Regions from separate parts of the Mus musculus genome. Here all the other regions are linked to region 2. Evidence: chromatin contacts called from public promoter capture Hi-C data. All regions are on one chromosome and are shown on one strand. The core of a region is the stretch at or near the end of the contact, and the rest is flanking DNA. Distances in the headings are between cores, read along the strand shown. Region 1 holds the start of Cr1l (complement component (3b/4b) receptor 1-like). Region 2 holds the start of Nsl1 (NSL1, MIS12 kinetochore complex component). Region 3 holds the start of A430105J06Rik (a long non-coding RNA gene).

Region 1 (3,933 bases), core at 1,104-3,603, 4.1 Mb after region 2:
CAGGATCTGAAGGAGTTTTACATTGTTTTCCTATGAAAAAGAAACAGAATTTTGGAACCAAGTACAGTAAACTGAACTTTCTGTAGTTTATGAATTTCTAACCTGATTATAACTTACTGTAGAATATATATATTTGTAATACTTCAAAGTTTTTGCCACTTTGGGGAAATTCATCAGACACTAGCTTCCAAAAGAACTCTCATCCAAGTTTTTTCTTATTTTCACACAGTGGCTCCCTAAAACATGAAGCATTCTTCTAAGTATTCTAATTTATTGGCCTTAAAGTCTGAACATTTTTCATCTCTTAGTTATTAAATACACTTTGTTTCAGAATCATTACTTAATGACACTTGTGCAAAGTTAGACACCCTAAGTGAAATATTCTGATGATATTTTCTCTTAAGCATGCCCTGTGACAATCATTCTTATTAAATTTATTAACAATTGAGAAGACAGAATCACAGTTAAAAAGACTTGACTGACAAGAATGATGATCCACATGTACTATATACCTTAGATAAGATTACTAATAATGAGTCATAATCTAAAATCCAGACAAACTGAGGCCGACTCTACTATTTGGCACAAAGGAGCCTCTTCTGCAGTTACTCACGTATACACTTATCTTCAGCACTCGTCCAGGTTGAGTCTTGTTTGCAGGTGATAGAGAACTGCCTCTTGATATATCCTGGGAGACATTCATACAACAAATATGTTCCAATGGGAAACATGGATTCATCAGTTAGATTTATAGGTTTGGCAGAAGGAAGCTGTGATGGGGCTGGGCAGTGACCTGTTGAATGAGACACAGCAACATTACATTGGATAAAAGAACTTGCATCATCCCTCATACTCTCAGTTCTCCAGCTAGCTACAATGGACCATGCATGATCCTCCTCTCTGGCACTCAGGAATGGATCAGTACTATGGTCAACGGGGAAAAAATAATATAATTTAAAAAATGAAACTGCATTTCATTTTGTTAATGTACTTTCCAATACATATTTTGATTTAACTTCTAGACTCAGTTATTTTCTTTTAAGTCTTAGCAGCATTAATTATGTGGCAGAGAGAGTCAAATAATATGTAACCAATAACTATATGTTGGAAAAAAATCATTTTCATTTAACTTTGGAAATACAATAAAAAACAAACAATGCAAAAGACTTCAAGGAAGTCTTTCTCTTAGAAAGTTCTGATTAAGGAGAAAGGAAAGGGAAATTAGAACTTTCATGGTGGGTAAAATGGGCACTCTATTTTGTTCTTAACCATCAGTAAAATTTAATATGTAAATTCTACAGTCTTTTCTACTTGCAAATATTTCATTGCACCTTGAGGCTTGCTAGCTTTTCAAATCTTACCTTGGAGTGGGAGTGGAAGGACCTTCCTTAAAGTGGAAGCTCAAGGGAGTTAATGAGGATTTGGGGTGGGAGATAAAGTACACAGTCTCACTGTGTGAAAACTGTATCCCTGGGCCTGTTTGTCTAGGCCTTCGGAGAAAGTGCATAGGGAATGTCTCAAGATAGAAATAAATTAAGGAGCTGAAATTGGGTTAGATATTTGATGGCACCTATTAAATACCAATACCACGAAAGACATCAATATCTCCATTTCACAGATAAGGAAACACAAAAATATTAACTTTCCTCATAACCAAATTCTAGGATTAGAAATTGCATCTCTCAATATTCCTGCAACCCCCTGCTCCCCACACCGTTTCTCTCACTACATTCAGCACAGAAAAGCACAGCGTACAGCTAATAAAGACAAGCAGCTGGGAGACCACGCGTTCCTGCCGGCTGCGTACGACCCAAGATCTGGGTAGAGGGCGCCCCACGCTCACCCATGGGAAAGGGGCGCTGAGCACTCACAGGCAGCCCAGACCAGCGTTGGAGTCTGCGCAGAGCCTATTTACCGCGGGTTCCCGGTGAACCGTGTGTCCGTGCTTCCCCAGGCCTCCCCGCAGCTCACCCAAAGTAAATGGCAGCAAGAACAGCAGCAAAACTTCTAGCTTGACTCCTCCCCGGCCGAAGGCTACAAGGAGCCACACCGGATCCAGAGGCTCTGAACTCCGAGAAGAGACCTCCATTCCCCTCACACCGTTCTCAAACAACGTTTTACGGCAAATGGTGTAGAAAGCAGTCCCACCCAGAAATGGCGCTGGGTTCCGGAATAAAACTTCCTCTAGCTGGGCTAGGCGCGGTCTTGTTTACTCCAAGCCCCTGGGATTTCTGTGGAATTACCCTTGGGAGATTGATTCAGCAATGCAGAAACTGGTTCAATACCTAGTAGGTCAGCTCCAGGAAGTTTTCCACTTGCAGGAACCTTCGACTCCAAAGAAAACAAGGCATTATGGGAACTCGGTTTGCATATAGCCCGGCCTTACTCCTTTTAAAAATCTGCAAGGGTGGAGCCTAACCCTAATCTGCAACAGTGAGCTGACAGTTGCATACCCTGTCTAGTATACAGTAAGAACCTATTTCCTTATGATGAATTCGGATGTAACGTGCCGCTGGAAACAAAAAATGAAAGGTAAAAACCATAGCTCTCATCTTAAAAGGATTAGGAGTTTATTCTGAAGCCATTTTGAGTGATCATGACCCTGGAACAATGATATGGTCACCCCAAATTTCATGGAAGCAGTTTCATAAAGTTTTTGTGGTTTTACAGAGCAGAGAAAGTCACAAATTAAGGCAAGTTTAAAATATATTGTTGGGTACATACAAGAAGCAGGTAGTGGAAGCTTTTCTATAGGCTCAGGATGACTCTAATGGCACTCGGCTTTTGTATTGGTAGAAGCTAGTTGCCTGATAAGTCAGTAGATTCTAAAAGGTTGTTTGTGGTTTTGTTTGTTTGTTTGTTTGTTTGTTTTGTATCTATTGTATCATGATGTTAGTTCTGACTTAGCCCAAGATAAGGTAATTATTGGTCTCTGGACCAGCAAAATTGCAATCTCTCCAGAGTACTGAAATTCTAATCAGCCAATAGTCTTTGCAGAAACAGTTAACTTTCAGGAATTTCCTTTCACAGTCAGACGCAGTTTCTTTCCGGAAGTTTTTGTTCACAACCATGTCAGTGCTATTCAGCCTAGACCAGGATAGTGCAGTAATGAATCAGGGAGCGAAGCCAGGCCTTGCCATCATCCAAGTGAGATTTGATGGCAGATGAACAATTAATAAGTTTTCAGAAATGGAATAAACAGGATTTGCACTGAATTTTAATTCCTTTCTTAATACTAATGAGAGAGAGAGAGAGAGAGAGAGAGAGAGAGAGCCCTACTCAGAGATTGGTGGTAGTGCTTCTAGAAATAACAAATATAAAGAGCCAAGTTTGGGGAATAGAATTAAGAACTCAAATATTCCAAGAGAGAAATAGGACATGCGAACAAACATGTCCACATTCTGTTTTCAGAACCTGTGATAGGTACTTTATACGGCAGGAAAAGAAATGGCTAATTAAATTAAATCAAGAACATTTAAGTGGGGAGGTAATCCTGTCTGCCAAAGTGGGCTTAATAACCCTAAGGAACCTTACAGGAACATAGTCCTAAATCAGAGAGGAAGAACAATGAGGGCAGAGATCAAAGTTGCTGCCTCCAGAGAGCAAATGATAGCAGCCTCTAAAATGTGGAACAAATAAGCAGATTCTTCCCCGAAGCTTTCATATGGAACCAGTCCTGCTAGCACTTTGGATTTAGAATTTAAGTTATTCTCGAAAAAGTATGGAAGAAGTTATATTGCAGGTAAGTATACTTTCTTGCACCATATGCTATCAGAATACACTGCTATCCCCACATTGTTTGGAGGTTACATTTTAGCATCCACTTTCTTCCCTGAGTCCTTGATGGGTTTAGCTCCTGGCTGATATTTACTTCCAACAATGCTCCTCTTCTCTCACTCCTCATTGGCTTCAAAGATTACAGAAACTTTTTTC
Region 2 (3,566 bases), core at 58-2,557:
TTTTTGATACCATGCTGAATCTCCAACTTACAGAGTTTTTACTCTCTCCAAGACCCACGACTCACATTTGAAATGATTATGTATTCTAATCTTTCCACTTGGATGAGATCAGACTTAACCAATATCCCCCCACTAGGATTTCCAGCTGCCCACCTGCCCACTCTGATCCCAAACCTTTTCTCGTCTCAGCAAAGGCCATCACCATCTTCCTTACAGGAAGCACAAACTGAAATCTAAGTCATGCTCGATTTCTTCCTCCCCTTGCTGTTCTTATCCAAGGCATGCATGTACTGTTGGTGTTATTCCTAAAATTTGTTGAGTACATGGTATTCTCATGATATTCTCACTGTACTGGCTTCTACCAGCTCTTGTCTGTAAACTGAGACGTTTCCTAAATGCTCTCACTTTCTCTCCTCCACCTTTTTGCCACTCAGCAGCAAATTTGTCTTCAGAATATTCGCTCTCTATATATATTTAAAATGGGTTTGTTTTTAAACTTTTAAGGGTTAAGACTGTGCATCTAATGCAATCCAAATGTCTTACTGACCTTGACCTACCCTTCCCAGCTCCTGGAAATTTCTCCTTTATTAAGTGTTTCCAGCTGCTGGTTAACTAAAACAGATCAAATTCTATAATGTATGGGAGGTCTACAACCTGCCGGTGTTCATCACTACCATACACTCACACCCTAAGCGTCACCTCCTAAGAAAAAGGCACCTACTTCTCCTTCCTCTTCACTTTCCCCAATGTAGCCGGTAAAACCTATTTCCATCCCTACACATTCACTCCATCAAGTGTTATTATTTTTGTTTGTCCCTCTGCCGGGCCAGAACTAGAACCTCTGCTAAGGGCTTGGATGGATCAGCACACCTCAAGAGTGGTAGGAGAAAGGGGTGTTGAGACGACAAACTAAAGCTTCATAGAAATAGTTAACCGCCGTGTAAGATGAGGAATGTCAGTTCCAGGACGCTGGTTCGAAAGGGTCGCCATAGACTAGGTACGGTCTGAGGATTTGGGGGAGAAAAACTTGCGGGAAAGGAGACACGGCCCTCCCGACTCCCGCAAGCCCCAAGTCCCCCTCACATACGTTGTCAAAGTCCGAGGCGGAGAGATGGCAGTGACAGTCCACTAACCCCAAACCCATAGCTACTCCTGCAGGCTTCTCGACTGCAAGCCAGGCGGCGGAACTCTGGGGCCGCGGAACCCGAGGCGGAACCTTGCGGCGGCGGCGGATCGGGTTTCCAGTCGGACGCGTGCAGGAGCGTTCCAGGGAGGGAAGCATCCTTCCGGTCTCAGCGATTCCCGCCTTAGTTTAAACCGGGAAGATGGCGGCTGTCTCTGAAACAGTGCTCGTCTCCGCCCCGCAGGACCACGATGCCCAGGCCGCCTCAGACCCTCAGGCCACGGCAGCAGACTCTCCCCTAGAGGACTTCCGAGTGCGCTGCACCTTGAAGAGGGCGGTGATGGAAGTGATGGAGATGTGCGGTCGCTTCGTGCAGGAGCTCGGGGCCGTGCTGCCGGAGGACGTCCGCGAGCTCGCGCTGCGGGACGCACAGTGGGTACGGACCCCTCTTTCCCGGTCCTCACCCAGCGCATCCTGGCTCTGGCTCGGGGCCCATGTCAGGCCTTCGCAGATGGAACGATGCCCAAGACTGGCTTGGGAAATGCCAGGGAAGGCAACTAGATGCTAGTGCCGCCTGGGTGCTGCTTCCTGTCAGGAACATACAGGGCGAACACGTATGTAATCTTAAGAAGCAGGCGGTATTAAGTGTACCCATATTCTTGAACATGTACAGCGCTATACGTATAAACAAGGCATCACATTTTGCTTTCATAGCAAGCTTTCAAATCTTGTGTTTTACAAAACATTTCTTTTGGTAGTTAAGTGCGCAGTAAAGACAAAGTCGCTCTCCTGTGGGCCAGCGCAACTTTGCTGGTTGGTATGAGGAATTCTCCAGGAAATGATAATCCTTGAAGTCAGTCATCTGGCTAGGTTTTTGGTCATTGTTATTGTTTTTGTTTGTTTTTATAACATCGTGTGGATTCGGGGAGAAAACATTTTCTTTTTAAGTTGAAAATAGATGAAGAAGCTGTCTTGGTGTTAAATTTTACCAAGTTCTAGTTGAGCTGGTCATGACAGTGTATGCCAAGTACTCGGAAGGCAGGGGCATGCAAATCTCTGTGAGTTCGAGACTAGTCTGGTCCACGCCGTGAGTTCCAGACAAGCCAGGGCTACGTAGAACCTGTGCATCCTGTTGCTCCCCCGGCACCCATAAACCCTTAGAACACACTTATTTCTCCTATATTTTGTGTACCCCTGAATATGATGGTTTCTGGGAAAAGACACTAGAGATCGAAGGACTGCTAACTCAAGCAGATAAACAGCCTATATGTAGGGGAAAGTTTCAAGCTTGTAACAGCACATTCATGACCAATGACAAGAGTGCAGAGTAAATATAGAGGTTGTCAGCATCAAAAACTAAAACAACAGTGGTTAAGGGAAAGAATAATGAAGAAACCTTCCTTGGATTGTAGTTTTATACCCCAGTTTTGGGAATAGTAGCTCCTGTGTTATTCTCTCCTTAGAAGTAAGGCAAGGAGAGAAACGGCACTTAATGTTTTTAATAGTTATCTTGGGAGATGACTGTAACTAAGAGGGTTTATCTGATTATAGAAAAATGCTAAGATAATGAGAACATTTACATGTAGGAATAGACAAATGTGACTTCACCTCTAATAGCTTGTTGAATGAGATCTTAAAGAGAATCAGAAGTAGAGAAGGTTTGTTGATAAACATCTAGGAAAGACTGAGAAACACAGTGACATTCTTAAATGATAGATGAAACAGCAATGAGTATTTCAAAGACAATTTGTTTTCTAAATGTCCTCAAGAGTTTAATATAGTAAGAATCTTATCCTATAAAATAGGTTTTTTTTTCCCTTTAGTGCTAAGAATTGAAAGCAGAGCCTTCCTTGCTCTTGCTAGCAAAGTGTTGTCCACTGAGCTATATCACAGCCCTTTTTATAAGATACTAGTATAGAATACATACTCTAGCTCATAATTATCAGTCATTATTTATGCTTACTTCTTAATTATAGAAGTGGTACAGAAGGCGTGCCCATTGACAACAGTTTCAAACAATCTCGTATTTTAAGTCCTCCTTGACTTCCCCATCCATCCTGAACCCTTCCTGGGGACAACTTACTGTTGCATAGCCCTGCACTTCTCTAGAGGCTGCCACTCTCTGTTGTTTGTCACTTATCTGGCCGTAGTGACGGTGTTATAGATAGAGCCAGTGCAGTCTCTACCATGCGCCATGGGTATTTAGCCCCTCTCCTAAGAGTTAATTTTCCCACTGTTTCCATTCCAGTTCACCAAGAGTCCATTATTTTTTACTAACGCGTTTGAGTTCTGTGTCAGAGTCACTTTTACTGACTTGGCTGTGCTGGATTTATTGTAGACATTTGAGTCGGCTGTGCAGGAGAACGTCAGCTTTAACGGACAGGCCTGGGAGGAAGCTAAAGAGCATGGCTTAATGGGTATGTGATTTAAGTCTTTCTTCTGT
Region 3 (3,826 bases), core at 527-3,026, 4.3 Mb before region 2:
CATTAGTTTTGAACAATATAAATACTTCCCGCACATGCCCTCACCCAGACACACTCCATCCTGACCATTTCTTGTGTTCACATCCTCTTGTAACTGTAACTCTAAGTCACTGCCTAGAGGGTTACTGTAACATAATAGAGTGCAAACATTCATTGGATGTTTCTATATTATATGTTTTCATTATATTCATTATATGTTTCTATATTATTCAAAAGCCTCCTTAACATATGATCTAAAGCTGAAGAAAACTTTAGACACCTAGTCAGTATTTGTGCTGAAAAGAACATTTTCCCTCGCAATTATCTAATATTGAGAAAAGAAATCCAATTTCCACCCAAATCCGAAAGCAGTGTTGATGTCTTACTTAAATGTAATAGTGTTTTTTTTTTCTTAGACAGTAATGCTTACAATTATTCAATTCAAAACTGTACCATAGGAGATAAAATGGCTGAGCAGGTAATGGCACCTGCTGCCAAACTCCTATAAGTCCTCAGACCTCCACATGTGGGTACACAGCAAATAAACCAATGCAGTAAAAACACCACCAGGACCAGAGCTTCTAATTCCTGCCCAACAGGTTGTTTTTTTAACCCCTCTGGTGAGGGCTGAGGACCTCAAAAGCTTAGTCAGCTGCTTCTTGGTCTTGAAGTCCAAGTGCACTCATTCGTTAACTTATGGACCCCTGAGTGACAGTTGTTGATCTAGGAACTGAGGTTCAAGTGTCTGCACACTTAGGGAACTTTCAAACAGCACAAACGCTTCACAAGATTTAAAACGTGGTGCTTTTAAAGTGAGCAGAGTGGGGCTGGAGAACATGTGCATGCATTGCTCTTCCACAGGAACAGTTTCTTCCTCAGCAGCCATTCAATCTCCTCTCACGCCCAGCGCACATACATACAACTTAAAAATAAATAAAGTAATAATAATAATAAAAGCGTCTAAAGAAAGCAAAGCATCAAGCCTCAAGTGAGAGTGACAGAAAAGGCTGCATTAGAAAAATAAGGGAAAATCTCTTTGACAAGTACTGGACCAGAGACTGAAGTCAATGAAAATGTAGGTGACATACAGGTGTTTCAGGAATACTGCAGGCAAAAGGCAGAGACCTCCAGAATGAGCAGCCAACATGAACAGAAAACAGCAGAGCAGCAAGTGACCAGACCTATCATGCAAGTTAAAAGCAAGTTAAAAATTCTGAATGTTACTCATGAACTAGTGGCTTCCCGTAGTAACTGAAGCCACATTCGCGGTTAACTGAAAGCATTAGCCACACCGAAGCAGTAAAGGAGTGTGGGAGCCAAATGCCTGAGCTTCCTAAGAAGCTCCTGCCAAGAAGTATGTTTAAAAGTAGCAGCCAACCCCAGCCACACAATGGGGAGACCTCCGGAGACTCACCTACCTTTCATTCTGAAACTGTATCAAACGTTACTTCAGTATCTCTCCTTTACCATTTCTTTAACTCTCTCTTTTCTAACTCCCAAAGGCTCACAATCCCCCCTGCACAGTAACAGTATTTCTTCTCTCTTGTGGCCTCTTGCTGCTGGCTCCCTGAGCCTATCCCACCCATTATTTCAATCGCGACCCTTCCTTTCACTTTGCTAGGGGTTCCAAATAGAAGCTCGCAACATTGCTCTTACAGCCGTTTCTATGATCTGCTAACAAACTGACTGGCTGTAAGTAAAAAGAGTCAAATCCTCCCAAAGATGCGAACATTTTGCAAGGTTCTCAATACCAGCTTTGGTTCTTCTGTGCCCAAACACTTAGCCTATGTTTTGATCTGCGACAACTAACCGTGTTTTTACTCCACTTCTAAGCGGGTACAGGACCTGCAAAAGGCCTGGGGTTATCGCCTGCCCATCTTTTGCTCTGCTCTTAATTTGTGTACTGCCTGTCATTATCTCTTCCTTTACTGTTAAGTTTCTGATTGGCACCGGCAGTTTCGCCCATCTCAGTAACAGCTGACTGAGTGGAAACACAAAATTAACCGTGACAGCGAGGAGCCTCGGAACAGCAGGGCTCCTCGCCCAACCTCACTCGCCCCACACACTCAACGGCAAGGAAACGCAACCCTAGCCATGGGAAGGAAGCTCAGCCGCCGAAGCTCCGCCAGGCCACATTACCTTCTCCATCAGAAGAGTCTTTGACCTCATCTTCTAGCTTCGACGCTGCAGCCTTGGCTACCATCTTCATCTTTTTCTTCTTCTTCGGAGAACGCTTCAGTATCTCCCCTGGGCTCACACGTGAGTCCTGAACGGCCGCAGCCATCTTGGCTCGCCGGAAGTGCCACCTGATAATTCCGTCGTGTTGCAACACACGGAACTTCCTCCTCTAGTTCCGGAACAGTTGTCCCGCCTGAAGTTCCGCTGTGGGAGCCTCGGGTAGGGACGGAGAGAGGACACGACCTACCGGTTTTCTCCGGCAGAGTCGGTTCCTGGCCTCACCCCGGCCCCTTCTGGGCGGCTGCTGCTGACTGCTCTCCTTTCCCTCCCCCAGAAGCTGGGTTCCGAGTTAGAAACCGCATTCCGAACCCACTGAATCGAGACTCTCCGAGAAGGAATGGATAACAAGGGAACAGCTACGGAATCAGAAAGCAAGCTCAACTCTTAACATGTTCTTGTGCTGGTTTGGCTTTTGTTCTGTTGTTGTTGTTGTTGTTGTTGTTGTTGGCTATTGTTCTGTTGTTGTTGTTGTTGTTGTTGTTGTTGTTTTTCCCCTAAGGACCAAGCACGGTGTTTTTGAATGGACGTTTCTGGATTTTGATAGATCTGAGAGGCTGCCCGGGTAAGGGGCGGTGGAATGAGCCATGTCCTAAATCCTCCCTAGCACCTGCCCTAAACTAAAGCAGCCTTGCAGTTAGTCCCAAGGTGGGGTTTGGGGGTGAGGGCGACAATAGGATTACCCTCCTAAATTAAACCTTTAAATCCTACCTAGTTCCTTCACTAATCTGCTAAACTCAGACTCCACCCTTCCTTCGAAGGACTACAAATGTAAGGAATCCCCTTGGTTTTGTGACTTGCTCTTGGATTCCCCACCATATTCCAGCCCCCACCCCAAAGCCCACCAGTGTTATTAAAGGATCTGGTCTCCTGAAATACGTCCCAGCAGCCGTCTATAGCGAACCAGTAGGTTTTCATTCTTTATATATTGGTTTTTAGTACTCCAGATTTGTCTTAAAAGAAAAAGAAAAGCTGGGCGTGGTGGTGCACACCTTTAATCCCAGCACTGGGGAGGCAGAGGCAGGCAGATTTCTGAGTTGAAGGCCAGCCTGGTCTACAGAGTGAGTTCCAGGACAGCCAGGGCTACACAGAGAAATCCTGTCTCGAAAAAAATAAAAATATAAGAAAAGAAAGAAAAGCAACAGAAAATGTGAATCCTCATGTTGATTGATTTCAATTGGTGTCTATGTATGTATGTATATATATATATATATATATATATATATATATATACATCCTAAAAACAAGAAAACATTTTTTTTAATGGCACAGGAAATACAGCTTTGTAAGTATGGTTTAAGAGACGATCAGATGCCAGCGTAAGTCTCTGAAAAGAACAATTCCAGTCCACATAAATGAGTTTCCCAGGTATTGCTACTTCCTGGGTCTTCTCACCTCTATAGCAGTACAGTGCTTTAATTAGAACGCTGTGCTGGCTGGCCCTGAGGCTACTTCGCTTTGGTCACATATTTAGCACTGTAACAGGGCCCCAGACCTTAGCCTAACTGACTCCATGATGGAAGCACCATTCAAGCTGTAAGAAATGTAGACAGTACCACCTGTCAAAACAAAAACAAAGACCTAATCCATCAAAGTCCATACAGTTCTGAGAA

The links. Promoter capture Hi-C pulls out the DNA fragments that hold promoters and counts their contacts.
Region 1: a promoter capture Hi-C map of pre-B cells shows a contact between it and region 2, with 2.6 times the contacts expected there. The contact joins the promoter of Cr1l here to the promoter of Nsl1 in region 2. A contact is called at or near these places in 1 of 39 promoter capture datasets (pre-B cells) and 1 of 484 Hi-C or Micro-C datasets (B cells).
Region 3: a contact with region 2 is called in a promoter capture Hi-C map of pre-B cells. The contact joins the promoter of A430105J06Rik here to the promoter of Nsl1 in region 2. A contact is called at or near these places in 2 of 39 promoter capture datasets (liver and pre-B cells) and 1 of 484 Hi-C or Micro-C datasets (CD4 T cells).

The regions. Positions count from the first base shown.
Region 1 is chr1:195,129,217-195,133,149 of GRCm38.p6, forward strand. It overlaps Cr1l (complement component (3b/4b) receptor 1-like), which reads right to left and starts at 2,354. Exons shown (of 10, transcript NM_013499.2): 1 at 1,972-2,354; 2 at 614-793; 3 at 1-30. The coding sequence starts at 2,089. It overlaps Gm32313 (a long non-coding RNA gene), which reads left to right and starts at 2,228. Exons shown (of 3, transcript XR_865921.3): 1 at 2,228-3,742.
Region 2 is chr1:191,061,714-191,065,279 of GRCm38.p6, forward strand. Nsl1 (NSL1, MIS12 kinetochore complex component) reads left to right here and starts at 1,308. Exons shown (of 6, transcript NM_198654.3): 1 at 1,308-1,559; 2 at 3,462-3,540. The coding sequence starts at 1,326. It overlaps Tatdn3 (TatD DNase domain containing 3), which reads right to left and starts at 1,197. Exons shown (of 10, transcript NM_001357166.1): 1 at 1,088-1,197. The coding sequence starts at 1,144.
Region 3 is chr1:186,747,047-186,750,872 of GRCm38.p6, forward strand. A430105J06Rik (a long non-coding RNA gene) reads left to right here and starts at 1,777. Exons shown (of 2, transcript XR_003948551.1): 1 at 1,777-2,778. Rrp15 (ribosomal RNA processing 15 homolog (S. cerevisiae)) reads right to left here and starts at 2,312. Exons shown (of 5, transcript NM_026041.2): 1 at 2,118-2,312. The coding sequence starts at 2,262.